Regions from separate parts of the Mus musculus genome. Here all the other regions are linked to region 3. A link is a contact called in public HiChIP or PLAC-seq data. All regions are on one chromosome and are shown on one strand. Each heading gives the region's core, a stretch centred on a gene start, on an enhancer-like site or on the middle of the called end of the contact. The rest is flanking DNA. Distances are from core to core; before and after follow the strand shown. Region 1 holds the start of Chrd (chordin). Region 2 holds the start of Psmd2 (proteasome (prosome, macropain) 26S subunit, non-ATPase, 2). Region 3 overlaps Abcc5 (ATP-binding cassette, sub-family C (CFTR/MRP), member 5).

What was found. HiChIP or PLAC-seq counts read pairs in DNA pulled down with a chosen protein or histone mark.
Region 1: a contact with region 3 is called in a FOXA1 HiChIP or PLAC-seq map of pancreatic cancer cells. The contact joins the promoter of Chrd here to the enhancer-like site in region 3. A contact is called at or near these places in 3 of 39 promoter capture datasets (cranial neural crest, liver and pre-B cells), 1 of 115 datasets of contacts at active chromatin or transcription factors (pancreatic cancer cells) and 1 of 9 other capture datasets (liver).
Region 2: a contact with region 3 is called in an H3K4me3 HiChIP or PLAC-seq map of bone marrow-derived macrophages, with 4 times the contacts expected there. The contact joins the promoter of Psmd2 here to the enhancer-like site in region 3. A contact is called at or near these places in 3 of 39 promoter capture datasets (the 3T3-L1 cell line and hippocampal neurons), 3 of 115 datasets of contacts at active chromatin or transcription factors (bone marrow-derived macrophages and embryonic stem cells) and 1 of 9 other capture datasets (adipose tissue).

The regions. Positions count from the first base shown.
Region 1 is chr16:20,730,860-20,734,687 of GRCm38.p6, reverse strand. It overlaps Chrd (chordin), which reads right to left and starts at 1,561. Exons shown (of 23, transcript NM_009893.2): 1 at 1,393-1,561; 2 at 1,054-1,157; 3 at 552-681; 4 at 287-415; 5 at 102-201; 6 at 1-2. The coding sequence starts at 1,540. It also overlaps a transcript of Thpo not described here.
Region 2 is chr16:20,649,024-20,653,021 of GRCm38.p6, reverse strand. It overlaps Psmd2 (proteasome (prosome, macropain) 26S subunit, non-ATPase, 2), which reads right to left and starts at 1,370. Exons shown (of 21, transcript NM_134101.2): 1 at 1,171-1,370; 2 at 722-778; 3 at 265-429. The coding sequence starts at 1,305.
Region 3 is chr16:20,369,921-20,373,559 of GRCm38.p6, reverse strand. Abcc5 (ATP-binding cassette, sub-family C (CFTR/MRP), member 5) reads left to right here. Exons shown (of 30, transcript NM_013790.2): 17 at 1,341-1,440. Among named protein-coding and RNA genes, the nearest start is that of Cyp2ab1, 46 kb to the right of the region's middle. Within about 2 kb of position 1,694, at least 87 of the 459 cell types and tissues checked have an H3K27ac peak or open chromatin away from gene starts, as enhancers often do. A contact at or near this core is called in bone marrow-derived macrophages and pancreatic cancer cells, where this site is marked.

The DNA.
Region 1 (3,828 bases), core at 312-2,811, 360 kb before region 3:
GCCTGTGAAGAGAGGTCCAGTGAGACTGGATCTATAGCCTACAGGCTCCTCTTTATTGCCCCCTTTACTACTCCTAGTCCTTGCCCTTTTCCCGGTCTCACCGCTGGTAGGAGACAGAGAAGCGTAAACTTGAGCGCAGCAAAGAGACTCGAGCACGAGCTACCGCCTGCGACCTCGGTCCTGTCAGCAGCGCCACAAAGTCTTCGAGAAGAGAAGATGGCCTGAGCACTGTCAAGCCTTGCCGCGGGACTCAAACTTCATCAGGCCCACCTCCACCCCAGCCTACCTGTGTGGCCATCAGCACGGGTCCGCTCCCCAACGCCGGGTTCCCCTCGATCACTGTAACTGCGATGCTCTGGATCCCTTGGATACTCGAAGACCAGGCCAGCGGGCTGTGGATCTAGATTGCTGCGCTCTGCATCCGGGGTAAGGAATAAGACGGCTGGCTTCAGAAAGGTACCAGGAGGACCAGTCCTCCTCCGCGATGCAAGTCGTACAGGACCTAGTGTAGAGCCTTCCACCCTCCTAACTCCGGGCACAGCGGGCCTCACCCTGCGGGCAGGTCTGGCAGCAGTGTCCTGGCAGCTGGCGCGGCTGCCTGCAGGCCAGGGTGGGGCACTGAGGTTTGATGTTCTTGCAGCTGACCCTGCCAGGACCCCTCCCACGGCGAGCCCACTGAGGCTGATGGCAGAGAACATAGGAAAATTAAGGGAATGAAACCATCAGACCCCAGGGCTGCAGACAGTCAATTCTGCTATTTACAAGTTACATGGCCCGTCCAAAGTTTCTTAACTTCTCTGAGCCTCGGCGTCCCTGTCTGCAAAGTAGAACTAATAATGTCATTTATCTAGCAATACTGTAACGGGAGGGGGGAAGTTGGCTAAAAGCCAGTCACATTGTGGGCGATCAATAACTGTCAACACCGCAGACTTGAAAGCGGTTTCCTCCGATTTGCGGACCAGCCTTCCCCTGAGCATCTCCGAGTCTACTACTTAGGACACCAGCGTTCCGCTACCCTCTAGAGTAGGGCAGGCAGCTGCGTTATCCACTCACCGCTTCACAGGCGCACAGCACGCAGCGCATCACCCCAAAAGGCTCCCCCAGGTCCGGGTGCCACGTCTCGTCCAAGGCATAGACCTTCCCGCCGAAGGAGCAGCCTGCGGGGACGGGCTTGGCTGGCGGCCGCTGTCCGGTTGCTCGTGCCGTAATGCCTGCTCCGGGCTCTGCCCGCCAGGCCCATGGTCCCTTGGCACCGTGCACCTCGCCGCCTCTGCTTTCCCCTCCCACCCTCCCGCTGCGCGAAGCCACCTGCGCCCGGGGCCCTCTCCCTGTGGATGTAGACTTGCCAGGAGTCAGACTCCCCTCCCGCACCTCCCCCTGGAGCCCACCTACCTGCCGCTCCCCGGACAGGCAGCGGCTCCTTCTCGGAACGGATGGGCAGTGCTGGGGGCTCAGGGCCAGTGCCACTGGCCGGCCGCGAGCCGAGCAGCAGCAGCCCGAGGAGCAGCCGCGGGGCCGGCGGGGCCGGGAGGCTCGGCATGACGCGGAGCAGACAGCTGGGGAGGCGGGCGGGAGGAGGGAGCAGGAGAGGGAGTAGGGCCGGACCGGAGGCGGGCCGGCAGGAGGGGGCCGGGGCCAGGAGGGGGGCAGTGGCGAGGGGCTCGTCTCACAGTCGCCTGGTCGGCTCCCGGCCGGGCGGGGCGGGAGAGAGCGGGCGGAGGGGCGCTGACCCGGGCCGTACTCCACTTTAGTGCCCTAGGCGCCGGCTCTGGCCCGTTTTATGCCCGCGCCAGGCGTCCGGGCCCGGGGCCTCCTCTTCAGCAAACGGGGCGCGGCGGCGGCTCCACAAGGAGCCCGGCTGAGCCCGGGGGGTCCGGCCCAGCAGCAGCGGCCGGATCGCGAGTGGGGGAGGGGGACAGGCTGGGACCCGGCAGGGGAGGAGGGAGGGACTGGAGGAGGGGGGAGCGGAGTGGGTAGGGGGAAGGGAGGAACTAGGGGGCGCAAAGAGGGAGAGGAGAGGCGGGCCTCGACACCCCCACACACGCTCCTTGCGACCACCCCTGGAGGTGGTGTCCACCCCAAGACCAGAGGCTCAGGCTAGTGAAGGGCAGAGGCTGAGCCTCGGGCCTGTGGCACTCTTGAACGAGATGGGCCGCTGGAGGATGAGGACTTGTCTTTGAAAATGACACCGATCCACCCCTACCTAGGACCCACAGCACCCCCTTCCTTTCACTCTGGCTGTATTCCTATTTCCCTTCTAAGGTCTCTCCTCTTTCTTCACTTCCCAGGGACAGGAACCTAGCCTGTGCTTCCCAGAATCAAGCAGTGCTTCCCTGAGTGGAGTCATAATTCACCAGCACCCCAACCTGCTCTCAAGTCCATCCAACTACCACCTCTGGCTCTCTCATGCTTTTCCTTCATCCAAGAGATGACCCTCTTCCTCTCCAGCTCAGTCCCCACCTCCTTTGTCCTGCTTTTCTAGACAAGCCTCCCCATCCTACACACACACACACACACACACACACACACACACACACACACACACGCGCGCGCGCGCGCGCGCGCGCGCGCACCGTTCTTCCCACTATCCCAGCACTAGGCTTCCTAATCTTAGAAGGCATCTCTTATTCAACTGGAGAATTCCGGGATCCAGGCCATACGCCTCAGTAGATAGCCCATCCTCTCTGAGGCGCAGAGAAAGCCTGAGGAAGACAAGGGAGAGAGGACAGGGTCAGGCCACAAGGTCCCTGAGGACAGAGACTGTGGGGAGACAGGGACTGGGGAGAAAGCACAGGAGCTAGAGCCAGGGCCAAAGGAAGAGAGGAGCCAGCAAAGAGGTATTTGTGGGGGAGGCTCGGCAGCTGTCCTTCCTAAGACAGGGACAGATGGGCCTGGTTATTTCTCTTGTCACATGTATAGTGGTAGGACTAGAAGAGGATCATTGAGCAATCAAGGGCAGGCTTGCCCACAGAGCTGAGGGGGTTTAGCGCTCCAGGTCCCTGTACCCCTAGTAGAAAGACTGAGCCCAGTCAATCTGTCTGTCTGTCTGTTTGTCTGTCTGTCTGTCTGTTTTAAATAAGATCTCATTATGCAGCCCTGGCTCACTAGGTAGACCAGGCTAGCCTTAAACTCTCTGAGATCCACCTACCTCTGCCTCCCAAGTGCTGAGAATCAAGACATGCTCTGGGCTCAATCTTTTGGAACTCACTCTGTAGACCAGGCTGGCCTCGTACTCAGAAATCCACCTGCCTCTGCCTCCCAAGCGCTAGAATTAAAGGAGTGTGCCACCACTGCCCAGCTCTGGGCTCTTTTTTTTTTTTTTTGTTTTTGTTTTTTTTTATTTATTTATTTTTATTATATGTAAGTACACTGTAGCTGTCTTCAGACACTCCAGGAGAGTCAGATCTCGATGGTTGTGAGCCACCATGTGGTTGCTGGTATTTGAACTTCGGAAGAGCAGACGGGTGCTCTTACCCACTGAGCCATCTCACCAGCCCCTCTGGGCTCAATCTTAACCAAACACATATCCCTTTACTTCCCGGGTCCCACATATTGTCCATACTGTCTTTCTGATAACGTGATCATTTTCTAATATAGGCAATACCTACTTTGCCAGTTGGAAAGGGGAAATGCCAGGAAAGACACTCCTCTGGAGCAGGGGAATATAGAAGGAAAAGCAAGCAAGCCAGCATGCTGTCAGAATTCAGCAGCAGGTATACTGTTCAGGGAAAAGAAATTTGGAGAGCCAGGAACTGAGACTTCATCCATCTAAAACAAGACCTCTCTTTCCCAGAGAGAACCGTATTCTGCCAGATTTCTCCTGGACTA
Region 2 (3,998 bases), core at 121-2,620, 280 kb before region 3:
AGCACATGCATTCAGGCACACACATATATGCACACACTATAAAAATTTTAAATTAAGTCAGAAACACATCGTGCTAAGAAAATCTTAAGATATAATGAAGCAGAAACTTCTAAGGAGCTGAGAAGCATTCTCAGGCTTTCCACTGGAGAATCAGTCTCACTGTGATGAACTTTCCAGCTAGATGGGGTCCACTAGGCTTTCAGTGACTTAGCATTAAAAAAGGAATTATTCAACTGGACAGGTCCCAGCCATATTCTGAATTACCTTATTCTCCCCAGGGGCCATGTTCTCATAGATTTCCTTCAATTTGCCATAGTGTGGACGCAGAAATTTGAGAGGCTTGGGTACTGAAGTCATGGAAGTTGTAGAAGAACGAATTTGTCTTCTCAGTTCCTCCAGAGCTGGTCGATATAGAGATGTATCTTTCTCCTAATAGGGGATGTTAATGCTCAGACCAAAAGGAGTCACATTTCTCCACATCACGACCCATACATACTTAACCAATGCTTTGGTCAAAGACATAACTGGCTCCTATTTCATGATGCCTCAACCCCTGTAAATGACCTGAGACCCATGACCCCATTTAAATACCCTTTGTAACTCTTCCCTCAAATTATCGTAATATCTAATATGTGGTATCTAATTGTTGCCTCAAAATGAAATAGAGTAAACAAATGAGAAACATCAACTATACTCCCCCTGTAGTAACATCTTGACTCACCCCGAGTCGCTCCACGAGCATCTCCAGTTCATCTTGAAGCTGTTTGTCCTCCTCAGACTGGAGGGTTAGGGGAAGAAGCTCATCAAAAGTGGGGACCCGAATCACATTCTCCTCCCACTTACCCCGGGACAGGTGAAGAGTGTGAATGTCTATGGACAAGAAGAGGGCGTGGGATAGGGAAGCAGCCCTATAGGAAAGGCTGTCTACCTTAGGAACCAGGCAGACTCTGCTTGGAAGCCATTCTAGGAAATAACCAAAGAACCGCGATGTGATGGTGAGGGCCTCAGGGAGTGACAGTGCGTAATGGGGCGGGCAGGGTATAAAGAAAGGGTCGCCCCATCCTGAGTCTCCCCGGTGCGGTGGGCAGTACGGAGTCGGGCCCGAGGCCTTCGAGCCAGCAGTGACTCAGCCCAAGGCCTCCTCCTCGGGCTCCCCAGGCTGCGCCTCACCAGCTCCTGCTCTTTGTCTTTTTCCCCGGCATCCCTTCGCTCCTTGCCACTCGACTTCTCGTCCGCGCCGCTGGGGGTTGTCGCGGAGGGCTGTTGGGACTGCACGGGTGTCTTGTCTCGTCCACCCTCCTCCATCTCCGCCACTACTGCCGGCCTGCTGCGCGCGCACCTGCTCGCACCGCCCCTTTTCCCAGAAGGCCACGCGCGTTGTCCTCCAGACCGGAAGCGCCCTGCGGATCCCGAGTCCCGCCCTCTGGAGCAGGACGGGAATTACTGTTCCGGCTTCCAGCCCGAACGGCTACTGTTGAGTTAGGGTGTCTCTGTGCGTGCAAGGGTGGTCTGACTGCAGAGATGCCTAGCTCTCCGATCCTGTAGCTTCACCACAACTGGATGCATGGTACGATGAGAAGGTCATCCTGAAGACAGGACGTCCATACATGTTCATGCTTGCTTTAGTCCTCTGTAGGAGATTTCTATGAGCTCAAAACTCTTCAAGTCTTGACCGAGTCTGTGTGACTTCGGTGTAATTATGCCACTACTACTGTGGAATAGTAACCGCAAACCATTTCCCCCAAAGTGAAGATGAAATTTACTTATTTATTATCCCAGGTTAGCCTCGAACTTACTTTCTAGCAGAGAATAACTTCATTACAGACATGAGCTGCTGATGCGTGTAGATCTTGGATTCTAGGCATAACCATCCATTTCCACTGCCAATGACTTCTTCAGCCTTTGGAGAGAGATTGAACAGCCCATTGCTGCTCTGCCTGTTCTATAGCCGTATAGTCCTCTGTAGGAAATGTCTACCGGTTTCTGTTTCTATGACTTCTATCACAGATAAGAATACATACATACGTACATACATGCATACATATATCAGGCACATACCATATGTATGGTATATAAATATTTAGTATGTATATTTCATGTATACATATGTGTGTATATGTATATATGTGTGTATATGTATATATATATATATATATAATCAACAGTCACATACCAATTAGTATGTTGGAGATGAATTGGAAATTGTGCCCTAAAAGGTTTATCAAGAAGCTGATGAGTCCAGATGAAGAGGATATGAAAAGCTGTTGGGATATATTTCAAGTTATTTTGTAGGAATACATTGTTTTGAAATAAAAACTTGGAAAAATGTGGGAAACTCAAACTTTCAAAACATGATATTAGAAACAAATCCTGCCATGCACCAGCAGTGTGGTTTTGGTAAGCTACCTAAATTAAGTCTGTTTTCTGCCTATGTGAAGTACAAAAAGTTTCTCTTGTAAGAACACTTAAAGAATGAAATGAGCTGGGCAGTGGTGGCGCACACCTATAATCCCAGCACTTGGGAGGCAGAGGCAGGCAGATTTCTGAGTCCAGCCTGGTCTACAGAGTGAGTTCCAGGACACAGAAAAACCCTGTCTCAAAAAAAAACAAAAAAAAAAAAAAAAGAAAAGAAAGAAAGACAGACAGAAAGAAAGAAATGAGCCAGGCATCGTGGCCCATACTTTCAATCCCAATATTTGGGATTAAATAAGGAGGCAAAGGCAGGTGGATCTCTGTGTGTTCAAGGCTAGCCTGGTCTACAGAGTGAGTTCTAAGCAAGCCAGGAACTACACAATGAGACCCTGTTGAAAGTTTTAATAGTGTCTAACTTTTTACACCACTTGGGGTGATAATGCTCCCCTCAAGAGCCAACGACTAACACAATCTCAGGGCCAGGCATAGAAAACCTTCCTCAGAGTTGTTGGTCAGGAGGGTCCGAGAGACTCCTAAAACAATATAAGCTATTGCTGTTGTCCTTGGTTGCCTACCAGAACTTGAAGGTAAGGCTTTGTTGCTAAGGAATTGAGTGGAACTGACCTGGAGGCCTCTTCCCTGAGGTCTGGCTCTCACAATGTCTTAAGGCGCTCTGTAAGCTGCCAAAGAGAAGAGCAATCAATAGTCCTAGCCAGCTGTAAATCGTATAAATCAGAATGACCAGCTCAGTGTAACACTCCCAAAGCTGCAACAACGTCACTTTATTTTGAGGGTAACCAACAACCACCTAATTGGACTTGAGTCCTGCTCAGCAGGAGGGAATTCCTGCTAAGTACTATAAATCTAGCCAACTAAGATTGCCATTAAAGCTACATAATGATATTGGGTCAGTCGCTATTTTTTGTATGTGATATTTTCCCAAAAGACAAGTGTTTTGTGGAGATTTTTACTGTTAACTTTAGAAATGACAGCAGACAATATATTCACTGATAACCAGGTAGGGATTATATTATGACCCTACCATTTATAATTTGATCATCCTACACGTTTCACATTTCTGAATATCCTCCAAGTTGGTATTCCATCTGTAAGGAATACCCTTCAGTTTTCAGTTGGTAAATCCTAGCATCCTCTGAGCTCCAGTTCAGTCTCACCTTCTAGGATACTTTTCCTTTCTTGCCTCTCAGATTATGTATGTCTTTCCTGAGCTCCTGCTATAATTGACACACGTATCTCCCGCCTTGTACTTTAAGCTCCAGATGGTCAGGGAACTGTATTTGATTAATCTTCGTGCCCCTAGAACCAAGTTAGTGCCTGGTTTGAGGCAGGCCTTAACAAATACATAAGAAATGACTGAATGTCTTTGCATTGGTCCTTAGGTCATCTTTGTACATAATGAGACTTTGGGGTTTCTCTCTGGAGCCCAGAGCTATAAATTAGAAAACTGTCAGGAGAACCATGATAGGCCCTTTGAAAGTGTGCTTTTTTTTGGGTTTTTTTGTTTTGTTTGTTTTTGTTTTTTGTTTTTCGAGACAGGGTTTCTCTGTATAGCCCTGGCTGTCCTG
Region 3 (3,639 bases), core at 445-2,944:
CAGTGCATTTACTCATGGACTATATGAAATATATTTAGAGCCTTATCTTCTGTCCCAGATTTAGCTCTATATAGATTTCATATTTTTAAATTTTCACTGTGTGTTTAGAAAGTCTAGTTGGCAAGCCTGCTGGGGGTATGCTATATCATGTAAAATGGAATTCAGTGACCTATATGGAGGAAATTTTCTAAAAATATAACAGGGCCTTGGCAAATGTAACAGGAAAGCATTTAATGGTTTTATGGGGGTCATTTGTTTGTTTGATGAATGGTCACTGATTCCCTCTGGGCCTTGTTCTGGGTGGTACTGAGTAGGGGACCTTCAGTGAGAACACCTCTGCCTTTGGTGGATGTTAGGTGTTGTAGGGCAGACCGGTGCTTTTCTGCTCTCACAGGTAACTAATCAGATACTGCAGTGTGCTGACAGAGTACTGAGGGCACATGTGAGCTTTTTGCAGGGGATGTAGGTCACCTTACACAAACTGAACACATCCGGGTAGGGACAGCTTTGACTAAGATTGAAAGGAGGAGGGGAAGAGGGCACAGCAGCGGGAAGTTGAACTGTGGCTAAGGAATGATGTGAAGTCCCGTGGCTGCTGAGTAGAGCCATGGGAAGCCACGAAACGGGAAAGGACCCGACAGCCCACCAGTGCAGAGTGCAAAAGCAAGCAGACAAGTTTGGGGTTCTGTGGTTGCAGAGGGAGAAAGTGGCAGGTCAGAGATGCAGGAATGGATGACTGCAATGTGACTTTATCACCTGGACAAATTAGAGGACAATGTAATAAACTCTTTGTTTTGAGAGGTTAGGTCTCGACCAGCTTAGTGGACAATAAACAGGATAGGAATGTGGATTGCAAAAAATTTAAGAGATTGTTAGTACAGGAAATTAGTGTAGATTATTGTAGGACGTTGTCTTAAGAAAGCAGGTGTGTGCCGGGCGTGGTGGCACACGCCTTTAATCCCAGCATTTGGGAGGCAGAGGCAGGCGGATTTCTGAGTTCGAGGCCAGCCTGGTCTACAAAGTGAGTTCCAGGACAGCCAGGGCTACACAGAGAAACCCTGTCTCGAAAAACCAAAAAAAAAAAAAAAAAAAAAAAAAAAAAAAACCAAGAAAGCAGGTGTGTGGGCACAGTGTCTGCCTGTGATCCCACCACTCAGGAGACTGAGATAGATCAGGGTCAGTGTAGGCCTGACACAGATGCTTAGTATCAAAAAATAAATAAGAACTTGGATGTGTCACAGTTTTGTTATTACTCAATAAATGCTTCTCTAGTGTGGGTCCTGTAGACATTCATCTGAATGAACATCTTATGACTGGAATTTTTTTTCTTATGTTATTAGATTAATTCGAAAAAGGAAGCTACTGGTTCACAAAAATCACAAGACAAGGGCCCTAAGCCAGGGTCAGTGAAGAAGGAGAAGGCGGTGAAGTCGGAGGAAGGTAAGGACATTTTTGACAGGTTTATCAGGAAAAATGCCACATGGAGATAATGCTTCCTGTCACTGTGTTACATTTCTAGAATAACAAAGTTCCGAGATAATTTAGGTGTGGGACCTTGGGTGTGCTCAAACAAGGGAAGTTAGCTGACCTCTGATCCTTTGCCTTTTCTTCATGCAAGGAATGGAGTCCGCTGTGGGTAATTAGTGCTGAATCATCCTGAGTCAGCCTGCTGACCCTCCCTCCCTTCCTCCCTCCCTTCTGGTCACCTCTGTACTTACTTTGGTGTCCTGAGCAAGAACTGATTGTCTTAGCTGAAGGACAGGTCCAGTGTCTAGCAGAAGTCTCTGGATTGAGGGTCAGGATCCTAGGGGAGTCTCTCCCGCCACAGAGCAGATCAAGGTGGTATTTCTTGAGATGTGCAGAGCATTGTTCTTGGTTTCTGTTTAAATGCTGTGCATTGGGCATCCTGGGGTTCTAGGACTGTATCTGGTTATCAAATGCAGCCTTTGGTGTAGTGGGGAATTTTTATATGTCTGAAGCTATTTTTCCATGTCTAAAAGGCATTTTTTTTACTATGTTTATTACAGTTGGAGTCACAGTTAAAGCTCGAGTTAATAAAGCCGAGTTCTTTGTTTTCAGAGTCTGTGCTAGACCAGTAGGCTTATTGCCTGGTCCTGGCAGTGTTTGCAGAGAATTCTACACAAGTTCCAGGCGGCAGTTTTCTTTCTTGGACTTCTTACCAGATTGGGGTCTGAGAGACTGTTTGTATGATATAGGCATTTTCATGGCTGTGAGTCTGAAGCATACATCACCTTTGAAATCAGAAGAAAATGCAGTTTGTTTAATGATCTCTTTACTGAATCACCTCCTTACCTTATAACTGGAATTTTTAGGATTAAAGCCTGGGTTCTATAGCACCAATAAATGGTTCAGCCAACAGTCCTGAGTTTACCAGGTAATGATGAAAATCAAGAGAGAACATTTATTCAATGTGACTGCCTTTGGAAGGGGTACGGATAACGGGGTCCAGTGACCCCAAGTTCACTTGTAGTGGCCTGACATGAGCTTTAGGATTAAATAGAGGAATACCTGGGCACATGGTTTGCACAATAAAGCAATTCTAGTCAGAGTGCTTCTTGCCCGTCCTGGTTCTCAGGTGATCTGCCTGTTTTTACAAGATGGTCCAGGGTACAACCCTGCTTGTTGGATAATTACTGTCCTGGGTGGGAACTACCTGCCTCCTTGTGAGGTTTGTGACTTATGTTATGTATGGGTCTGGGGTTGTTCAGAGATTCACCAGTCTGACCAAGAATAATTTTAACAAAGAGGCTTTTTATTTAGATACTAGCCTGCTGGGACTATAGCATCCAGCGCTGGGATTCCCAGGGTGCAGCATCAAGTCACAAGAAATCAGAGGGCTGGAGAGATGGCTCAGTGGTTAAGAGCACTGACTGCTCTTCCAGAGATCCAGAGTTCAATTCCCCGCAACCACATGGTGGCTCACAACCATTTGTAATGGGACCCAATGCCCTCTTCTGGTGTGTCTGAAGACAGCTACAGTGTACTCATTTACATAAACAAAGAAATAAATAATTTAAAGAAAAAAGAAAAGAAAGTTAGTTATACAGGCAAAGAAAGTTACATTGCATTTATGTGCAGGCACACATCCTGCAAGTGAAAGGCCACATTCTGTTTAAGTTTAAGCACACACTTTTGCAGAAGCCAGGTTAACCTTCTGCATAACAATTTTGTTAGAAAGATAAGAATAGCCCTTAACATTCTAGGAAGCTTCCTCCCTTTGGCCCAGTGTAGCTTTTAGGTTAGAGCTGAGTGATAAAGAGAAAAGGCAAGGAAAGGACCTGACTGCTTCTGGGTGTGCTGTAGGAGCAAGTTTATTATAGATAAAAAAGAGACCGCCAGAGGCAGACATGTCTGAGAGAGTCCAGAGTGGTCGTGACTCTGAACCAAGTGAGAGGGAATGAGGAGAGGGACAGGAGAGGGAAGAGAGGGGAGCCAGGAGCACCCAGGAGGCCGAAGCTACAAAAGGGGTGAATAACAAAAATGCCTGGATTAGACTGGGAAGAACCTCTGGGGGATGGGCAGCCTCACTCCTGGGCTTGAGAGTTCAGGGTCGAGAGTGGGGTGTGCCATCTGTACCCTGTAACAGGTAAGGGACTGAGGGGTACAGAACTTGGAGGC